3 separate regions of the Gossypium arboreum genome follow, and all the other regions are linked to region 3. The links are chromatin contacts, called in public Hi-C maps. All regions are on one chromosome and are shown on one strand. Each heading gives the region's core, a stretch centred on a gene start, on an enhancer-like site or on the middle of the called end of the contact. The rest is flanking DNA. Distances are from core to core; before and after follow the strand shown. Region 1 overlaps LOC108470303 (mitochondrial outer membrane protein porin 4). Region 2 holds the start of LOC108465148. Region 3 holds the start of LOC108486763 (AAA-ATPase At5g57480).

Region 1 (3,239 bases), core at 268-2,767, 170 kb after region 3:
AGATTAAGAAAAGAAAAGCCTCGTTGAGGGAATGGGATTGTTTAGTATTTGCTGTAGTGGATGCGTGTACAACCTTCAAATGATTAGAATTGGATGTTAATAGAACTTGCTAGATGTGAGTGTGATGTTGGCTCTTTGAAATTTTAACTAGAGTGCTTCTCTATCGCTATATGTAATCTGAATTTTCGTCAGTAATGAAAATGCTTTTCTGTTATAAAAATGCATCTCAACTTCTTGTCATTAGCTAAAACTTTATTATCTCAATTCATTCAATTTCATGTAAATCCAGCTCCTCCATTAGATTTCACACCCTTTAATAATATTAGTGATGTTATTATATTTGGTATAATTTCATATACCTTCATTTTGCAACTTAAAATCATATGCAAACCCAAAAAAATAGTAGTCCATATCAGAGTATCATACTCGTGTAGCATTTTTTTTATTTTTATATTAAAATTAATTTATTAAAGGGTATATTGAGATTTTTTATTTTTATTTTTTTACATTTTTACAAAGAATTAAATTAAATTAAATTAAAGGGTATACTAATCACCTTCAGCATTTAACATTTTTGGACTTTTTATTCTTTAAAAAATTATTAGAGGGCATATTTGTCATCCGAGATTTTTCCTTATGTTATTGCAACACTTATTCCTCTAAATTAAATTCATGAATTATATTATAATATTTATTTTATTTAATTCTATTCAATTACAATTTTATTTTATTTCATTTCATTTGAGTGAACCAAACTTATTATAAGTGTCTCATTGAGAATGGATGATGTTATAAGAATAAAAAAATTAGGGAGGAGAAGGAAGTAAAAGGACAGCACGTGATGATAATCGGTATCTGTATAGGCTGAGGCTTCTATCAGCAGTTTTGTTTTTGTTGATTTAGTTTGGACAAGTGACAGCCTAATTAAGTTGCATAGTTTTTATCAAAAGAGAATCTTTTTTGGGTTTGTCTCTGTGATGCTTTTGTATGATTGAGTGGCATGCATGACATTGGCGGCATGCAACAAGCCTAGTGGATTTGATGCCAGCCAACCCACTTGCTCCTCATCTCCTCTCAGTCTCACAAGTAACTACAAGTAAAGCTAACCCAATAAGCAAAAGCAAATACCTGTTCTTTTCTATTTCTGGGGTCTGATCTCACTCAGCTTTGGCTTCAATGTTATACTTCAGAATGGCCGTACAGAATCACATTCAAATTGCAGATGGTAGCGTGGGAAGAGTCAAGAGTCAGAGATATTAGAACTTTGAAGGAACGGTGACATTATGATGATGATTCCCGCATAAACCAAACCTACAGCAACACTGGCAATAGCAATGTTAAATTTGCAGAGATTCTTCTGTCAGGCCTAAGCCACCCCCACATGCTTCTGCCTTCCCTGTTTTATTTTTTGTTAATTCAAAAAGCATGCAACCCATTCATAACAGTTCCCCCAAAATAGGAAATTCAGAAGGAAATTGTTAAAGATCAAAATATACATACGCTTGGATGAAATTGTAAAAGCTTGGCTGCTACCCACTGCACTGAGCACGGAAATCATGTGTAAAGAAAAAGGCAGTTACTTCAACAAGGCATTGTTGACCACAAATCTGGTTAGTTCAATACAACATTAGGGGAAACACCCCCTACTATCATACGACATGAACATTAGAAGCATTCAGCAACAAAAACTGCTGTGCTGTTATCCTCATAAAAATTTGGCAAATTTGGGCTAAATTCCCCCACCATTGATCTGGTGAAAACATTCATCAACTCAGTATCTGAACAATTTTCTTTTATAATCTTCCGATACAAAATAATCTGGGTGAATAACACCCTCCCAAGGGTTCGGGGAAAAGGACAAATCAAAATTTAAAAATATGGAATCCAAAATGAGATCTTCCCGTCAAGGCTTGAGAGCAAGGGCAAGCCCCATCTTAGGGGATGCATTTATGGCCTTTGAATCATACTCTGCCGAAAATGTTACAAGTGACTTGGGCCTCCATTCACGTTGGCACAGCATTGCAACCTTTCCATTGTCAGAGAACCGTGTTTTTACCACGGTAAAAGGATCCACAGCATGAGAACTTCCAATGGTGAAAGTGTTTTCGTAGGTAGAAAATCTATGAGCCATTTCAGCAGCAACACAAGTGAAGGGGTTGACAGAATGGATATAAGATGCCCTCAATGCCTGACCTTTATCAGTCCTAAAAAAGAAAACATTCATTCAAAAATTGACAGCAAGGCTTTTATGACAACGCAAAAGAACATAAAGCAGCAAAAAAAGGAGCATAAAATGCTGACAACTAATCTGATAAGCTACAGGAAGATGGCTAACACATCGGCTGAATTTAACCTACAGAAACTAAAATGCTTTTGATCATTCTTACTGGTAAAAAATTGTTCATCATAGTCCCAAGGAAATAGTGTTCATAAACTTTCTGTGACTAACTAGTTATTCAAGTCATGGTTCCCATGCATGTTAGAATCAATCCAAACTGCTTAGCACTCTTGTTTTTGACTCTTTCAATTGATAACCTTAAGCATCATCTTTCAATATATCAAATGAATCAAAATATGGTTTACCATAATAAACGATTAATCTTTACATCCTTCTCAAAGTTCCATGCAATACACAAAATACTGCTTTTTCTTCTTTCTTTTTTTAATATCACAAAATGCCACTACTGAGAGCACATTCTGTATTGCTATTTCATCATGGTGTAGAAAATAGAACAATAAGATCAACTTCAAAGGAAACTAAAGGGATTGTGGTATTCTAAGTGTTAAAGTTTCATTTGGATCATTGAGCTTCAATTTATGTCACTGACATTCTCAATATGCAAAGGACGTCACAGGAACTACAAAGAAAAATACGGAGCTGATAAGGCAGGCACATCAGCATTCAACTCAATGCCAATCAGTAGGCTATTCTTTCCTTTTTCATTTTTTTTCTTGCTATCCTTCAATGCAAATCAGTCCCAATTACTTGCATGTGGGTCCTACTTGCACACTAATGTGATAATTGACATTTGATTTTAGCCAAAGCATGTTGGAAATAGGATCGCTCTTTTTCTTTCTCACAAATCGCAGTGTCCCTAACTCCAGCAACGCCTTAACTCTCTCTCTCTCTCTCTCTCTCTCTCTCTCTCTCTTCCCCAAATCTATACAGGACATACAAACTTCTTAGCTAAAAATACACGTGCGATAGAGGTGTATAGGTCAATTGGTTGTGATTCTTT
Region 2 (3,557 bases), core at 141-2,640, 210 kb before region 3:
TAATGACTAACTTACAGAATAAACTACTACTTTGCACAACTTTAACAACTACTCACAACATTCAAACTTTTTAATCTTCCATAATTATTCCCTTTTTGCCTCTCCATACATATGGCATTGAGGTAAGTTACTTTTTACATTTTTATTGTATGCATGGTAGCACATAACTATTAATATATTTATCTTTTATCTATTAAAATTAAAGTCAAGTAAAAAATTATCATAAACTTTTAAGAAAAGACTGATATTAATACTTCAAAATTAATTCATTACGTACATAAATGCGTGTGCCTAATTACTAGATATTATTATCTCTCAAGTAATAGAAACTAGAGGTTTTCTATAACCCTACGTCTTCTAGAGTTCTAGCTTCTTTCTAACTCAGTTTACGATTCTAAATATTTTGATTACTGTTGTTTTCTTCCTAAACCACACCACATTATTTTCCTTGATTAGACTACATAATCAAGATACATAAGTAAAAGCTAAAAGGGAAGAATGATCCCTGAGGAAGAGAAAGTTCATCAAATTATTTGACCCTCATCTCACAAAAGGAGATTACAAGTTGAAGCAAGAAAGAATTTAAAAAAAAAAATTCCTTCACATTCACAGTAAATACCAATGGATAGAAATAGGAAATTAGCAACTTACCTCATCTAAATGTATGATTCTAGCTATCTGTAGCATTTGATTCAAAGTAGTACTTAGTGAATCACGATCCAAAGAGCTCTTATTATGTACAATTTCCTTGACATCAAATCCCATATCATTGAGTAATATCTATCAAACATGGGAAAGAACAGTTTGTTAACATAGAACATTTTCATCATCAACTAATTTAGAAACTTTATTACATGTCAGTCTAGTTTATATTTCTCTACTTAAACGTATCTGATAAACATAAATCAGATACACCATACACGCTTAAAATGGAGGCTGCTGCATACTGCCAAAGTTCACATTTTATTCATCTTTACTACTCTAGAGAGTAACGATTACTACTAGTAACACTTGAAAGGAAATCCCTAAATCAAATTATTTTGGTAAAGAAAATGAAAGAGACTAAAACAAGTTTACTGTTTTCTCTAACCTTTTTCTTGTCAAAGAAAGGGTCAACATCAGAAAGTTCAAGAAGTATTGAATAGCCTTCTCTCATTTCAGCTGTATTATCAAATAAGGAATGCTGCAGCCTTCGTCACCCGGACTCGGCAATTTGGGGCGCAGTACCAGCGGACAGGGCGGTGAGAGAAGAGAAGAAAAAGAAAGAAAAAAACTGATTTGCAGAGACGAGAGAGGAGATGGACAATGGTTGGAGGAAGATAATGAGAGAAAACTTTTCAAAAAAATGAACAAAAACTTTAGGGTTTAAAAGATGTTGTACCCTTACGTATCAATTAAAATATATTTAAATTATTTTCTAATTATATAAAAATTTTAATATAGTAAATAAATCTAATTAATAATAAATACACATTAAATATGTCAAATAACATAAATTTATATAACAAATATATTTATTAAAGTTTTATATTAAAACTAAAAATTACTTTAACTTAAATGATAAAAAAATTATATTCATGTCATTGGTTCAAATTTAAATTACGGATAATTTTTATTAATTTATAAAATAATTCTTTAGTAATTCCCTAATTGAGTTAGAATCCAATTGATGAGTAATACCAACTTAATAAATTCAGTTGATGAGTAATACCAACTTAATAAAGTACTTTATAAATAGTATAGTTATATATACAACCAATAAAAGTAATAAATTGTGCATGTTAAAATAAAAAAATATAAAATACATTAAGATAAAATTTTAATTGAGTGATAAATTTAAAATTTTACTAATATAATTGGTGTGGTTTTAAATCTAATCACATACAAATTTTATTGATTTTTAGAAAACAAAAAACTAAGATACTCTCGAATAATATAATTTATTTTAATTATAAAAGGGTACTTTTGTAATTTCCCTAACTAAATTAATTTTCAATTGACTCCTAACACTGAGTCAAAAACTTTATTTTAAAAGTAAATGGCTTATTATTAAAACTATAAAAAAAAAAAAGTAAAACAGTCAACACTAAATTAAATGAGAATTGCACAAAACTCAAGCTAACAGGCTTACCTCTTACACTTAGTCTTAAACAGTCATTTCAATTGTAAAGTTATCCACACATTGCTTGAAACATAAAATATAAAAAGGACAAGAAGGAGAAATAAAAGATGTACAATTCAAGTAGGGATAAGGCCATTCTAACCAGACTATGAGTCGTCTTATTAATAGTTTGACGTGTCTAATGGAAGGACAAACATTGAAAATATACTTTCAAATGTAAACAATTGCACAAAATTAAACAATATTCACATATTCCCAAAATTTGATCATTCGGTGAAGTAATAGCATCCTTACTATTTGACTCAACATGAACATTGTCCCACCTTTTTGACTAATCCAAGAGAGAACCTCTCGGATGAGCAGTGTTTTGGCCATAAGTGGATCATATAGTACCGAGAAGAAAACAGTCAAGCTGACTACAAAACGCCCCTCGGCATCGTGAAGGACCGTACCAAAAGTAGTCACAGTGTCTGCTGCCATACATGTTGTGTTGATATTGCATTTCAAACAGTTAGGCTCTAGTTTAGTTTAACAAATTGTACCTCCGCCAGCATGCAATAATCCCAGCTGGACTAGTTCAAATATGCCCTAGAAGTGTCTTACTGAAGTAGAAAATCATTAGCAAAATGCACAACAATGCTCCCCAAACAGTTTTATTTTGCCATATAAACAAATTTCAAAATTTCCATATACTCCATAGGATTGTAAACCATCTGCTTTGTTCATGATCAGAAGTCACACCTACCATAGTGTCAACAACCAATTCAACAGTAAAAAAACATAGCTAAACCCTGCAAGATTCCATACATCAACGACATAGCTGCACATTAAAAACACAAGGTTCATATCTTCCAAAAACTAGCAGCGAGCAAGGGGTCAACACTACAACCTTTCTTAATTAAACAAAGTTGACATGGTACAAAAACTTTTAAACAACACTTGACAAAATGTTTAACCATGGGAGGCCACTTCGAGTTCCAAATACGACCCCAATGGCCATTATACTCTAGATTACGAATGTGGAAAAAAAAAAGCAAAAGTGTAAGAACGTACCCTAATTTTACTATATCACTGCAGCAAAATTGACTTTTAGCGGCGTTTTTTAAGGTCTGTAGGGGCGCTTAAAAGCGCCGCTAAAACTATTAGTGGCGTTTTTACAAGTGCCGCAAAAAATGCCGCTATAGATAACGCCGTTAAATTTTACAGCGTTTATTTAAAAAACGCCGCTAAAGGTCATTAAATTTTAAAAAATTATAAAATATTATAAAGGTCATGATAAATATAAAAATCTAAAATTCATTATCAAAATATTGAGAAGAATAATATCCACGATATAAATATAAAAATTTTCTATTAAAATTTTAACTTTAAAACTAAATACAAAAATTAATGAATTCAAATTTAAAATTTAAAATATTAAATTGATAACACAATT
Region 3 (3,180 bases), core at 402-2,901:
TCTCCTTATTCTCTCCTTCCTTGCAAGGCTCTTCAAATTCTGACCCTTCATTAGGAGTTTCCAAAGCCCTTTTCTCCTGTTCTTCTTCATCTGAAATTTTGTCCCTCAAACTCCCACACTTGAAATTCCTGTCAGCGCGGGTCTTCATGGCCTCCAACAATTCAGTGACAGCCTTTTGCTTGTAGTTGCGGTTCTTGATTAAAACTTCGCTGATATCAGCAGGTGTCATCTCTGCCTTGTCAACTACATCCGACAGTTCCTTCAAAACATGGTAATCCAAATCACTTTCCTCGTACCCCAAATAATTCTTCAGCAATATCTTCAACGCATGATATGAACAGTAGCTCATGTAAATGTGCATATCCATCCTACCACTTCTGAGCAATGCAGGGTCAAGTTTCTCAATGTGGTTTGTGGTGAAGACGAAAATCCTTTCACTCCCACAACAAGACCATAGCCCATCAGTGAAATTCAGCAGCCCTGAAAGAGTGATGGAGTTTCCTCCATCTTCACCACCACATGCAGAACCTGACCCACATCTCACTTCAGGATCACAGTAGTTCCTTTTGTTATTCTTCTTCCTGTTAGTTAAATTGACCGAACAATCAATATCTTCAATCACAATGATGGATTTGGAGCTTGTTTTCATCAACAGCTTCCTCAGCTCAGAATTATTATGGACCTCAGTCAATTCAAGATCATAGATATCATAGCTTAAGTAATTTGCCATGGCTGCAATCATGCTGGATTTCCCAGTCCCTGGCGGACCGTAGAGCAAGTAACCCCGCTTCCAGGCTCTCCCAGTCTTCTGGTAAAAGGACTGACCGTTGGCGAAATCCTCAAGATCATCCATGATCTCTTGCTTCTTCTGGGGATGCATAGCCAATGTGTCAAAGGTGCTTGGATGCTTAAATGGAACGGACTCCCAAGGATGTCCCCTGGAATCCAAAGACCCACCACGAGAATTGGTGTACAAAAGCCTGTCTTGGTTCTTCCTTCGGATTTCATTAGACCTCTCCATTATGTAATCCAGGTAGGAATCAAGAATCAAGGACTTGTTTTTCTTCTTGATTCGGAGAGTGAAACCTCTTTTCTCTTCCGGAAATGGTCGCCAAGAAAAGGTCTGGGATTGCCTTTGGATCACAACGTGTTCCCAAAGCACGGTGACACCACTGAACGTATCGACGATGCAGTCATTGTTGGAGAGGCCGAAGGTAATGGCGCTTGAATTGAGAGCGCGAGTGAGGCTCAAGCGGCTGCCGTTGATGGAAATAAAGGAGCTGAGATAGAGTTGGACAGCGTTATAGAGTTCGTTGGTGTTAACGCCGTCGATTTCAGTGATGTCGAAGTAGCAGTAGGAAGAGAACAAATGGAAGATACGGTTGAAGAACTTGAGACAGAGAAAGCGGAGTTGGGGTGGGAAAATGAGTTGGAGGAGGCTTTGGCAAAAGGCCAACACCCCTAGAAGTGAAGCAAATGAGTTCCAGTACTCTCTCATTTCTGTGGTGTTGTAGCTGTGGCTGTGGCAGTGACTGGGGGATATATATACATATAAAGTAGGAAGGGAAAGAGGAGCAAAAAGGATGTTCGCATTTAGAGTATCGGGAAGGAAGAGAGAGTGAGATCAGAGATGGGGCCAGTGGCCTATGGCCTATGGCCTATGGTATTGTTTAGGTAAATGGCCTGGGGGGGGGGGTGCTTTGAGTTACTTGTTTTTGTCGGCTACCGACTTCATTTTCTTCATAATAGACTATCATATAATCATGGGGGATTTGAATTAAGATGCTGGCTGCCCTGCCTTTGCCTTGGATGAGAGAGGGAAATGAATTATGTTTCAGTTCCAATAAGGAAAAAGATTAAACAGGATTTACTGTTGTTGCCGCCGCAGGTAACCACAAAGAAACAAATATTTATATGTAATTTAATTCTTAATTCAAAATTTTTAAAAAAAATTCATCAGGACTGTATTTAGAAACAATGGAAATTGAAGAACAGAATATGGAATGGAAGGTTGCAAATCAACGGAATAAGATACCTTTTGCGTGCGGCTGTTTCATACGTCAAATGTGTTATGTTTATGATTATGGCTTCCCAATATTGTAATATTTCCTTTTATGGGCTGACGTTAAATTGCTAATCAATATTAAGTTAAAAATTTTGATTTCTTAAAAGATGTTTTTGAACCAATTTTTAATTTAGAAGAAACACTTAATTTTCTATTTTTAAAAAAATATTTTTAAACCAAATTTTGACTTTAAAAAATACTTTTCTCTTAAAAAGCAGCTTATTTAAAAATATTTTTGTTTAAAAGTGTTTTTTCTCCTAAAAAGTATTTTTAAAATTAATACTAGATACACCTTAACAATTGATAGGAAAAAGTGGATGTATATTTTTGTAGATTGAATTCAAAATTTAGAATCTTAAATTGTAAAATGGATGAAAACACATGTAAGTAAATATAAAAAGGACATAATAATTTATTTAGCTTTTAATTTTATGGATACATTCTATTTAATTTTTAACTTTTTAACCATCAGAAATTATTTTAGTGATATACTTTAAATTTGAAAAGAGAAAAGAAAATATGAAGTCTTAAAAGGAAAATTAAAATGATATGAAAAAAAGAGTTTGTCCTCAAAAGATTTTCCACATTTCGATTAGTGGAACCTAAAAATTTTGAGATTTCCGGAGAAAGATTTGAGTATGGCGTTATATATATGGGTATCACATTAGAAATATCTGTTAAGAATTTTGATATTTGATTTAAATTATAAATTTTGGTATGCTATCAAATTTTGAATAGGATATCAATATTTCTAATGCAAAACCAAAAATTTGATGTTGCAAAATTTATAAAACAATGCGATACCAATATTTCTAAAGTAATATCAATATTTTTAACAGATATAAATAATTTTTTTACAAGAACCGAACTAAAATCTATAACATGATACCAAAATATTGGTATTGCGTTAGAATTTTTTGTATATAGTTAGAAATTTCAATATCTACTAGAAATTTTGGTATATGATAGAGATTTTGGTATTCAATTAATTTCATAAGCTTCCAAAATTTTTATTGGGATACCAATATTTTTAAAGGTAAACTATAGAAATAATCATCCAATTATTAACATATTTCTATTTTGGTCACTGAATTTTGAAATTTTCTATTTTAATT

Evidence for each region. Hi-C and Micro-C count contacts between places; a contact is called where the count stands out from the background.
Region 1: a contact with region 3 is called in a Hi-C map of leaf, with 3 times the contacts expected there. The contact joins the enhancer-like site here to the promoter of LOC108486763 in region 3. A contact is called at or near these places in 2 of 5 Hi-C or Micro-C datasets (both in leaf).
Region 2: a Hi-C map of leaf shows a contact between it and region 3, with 1.9 times the contacts expected there. The contact joins the promoter of LOC108465148 here to the promoter of LOC108486763 in region 3. A contact is called at or near these places in 2 of 5 Hi-C or Micro-C datasets (both in leaf).

The regions. Positions count from the first base shown.
Region 1 is chr8:97,325,729-97,328,967 of ASM2569848v2, forward strand. LOC108470303 (mitochondrial outer membrane protein porin 4) reads right to left here. Exons shown (of 7, transcript XM_017771605.2): 7 at 1,577-2,204. The coding sequence ends at 1,904. Among protein-coding and RNA genes, the nearest start is that of LOC108470303, 6.2 kb to the right of the region's middle. Within about 2 kb of position 1,518, at least 2 of the 2 cell types and tissues checked have an H3K27ac peak or open chromatin away from gene starts, as enhancers often do. A contact at or near this core is called in leaf, where this site is marked.
Region 2 is chr8:96,946,117-96,949,673 of ASM2569848v2, forward strand. LOC108465148 reads right to left here and starts at 1,391. Exons shown (of 11, transcript XM_017765473.2): 1 at 1,091-1,391; 2 at 652-780. The coding sequence starts at 1,156. LOC108465149 (a long non-coding RNA gene) reads right to left here. Exons shown (of 6, transcript XR_008286977.1): 6 at 2,244-2,835.
Region 3 is chr8:97,158,690-97,161,869 of ASM2569848v2, forward strand. It overlaps LOC108486763 (AAA-ATPase At5g57480), which reads right to left and starts at 1,652. Exons shown (of 1, transcript XM_017790975.2): 1 at 1-1,652. The coding sequence starts at 1,498.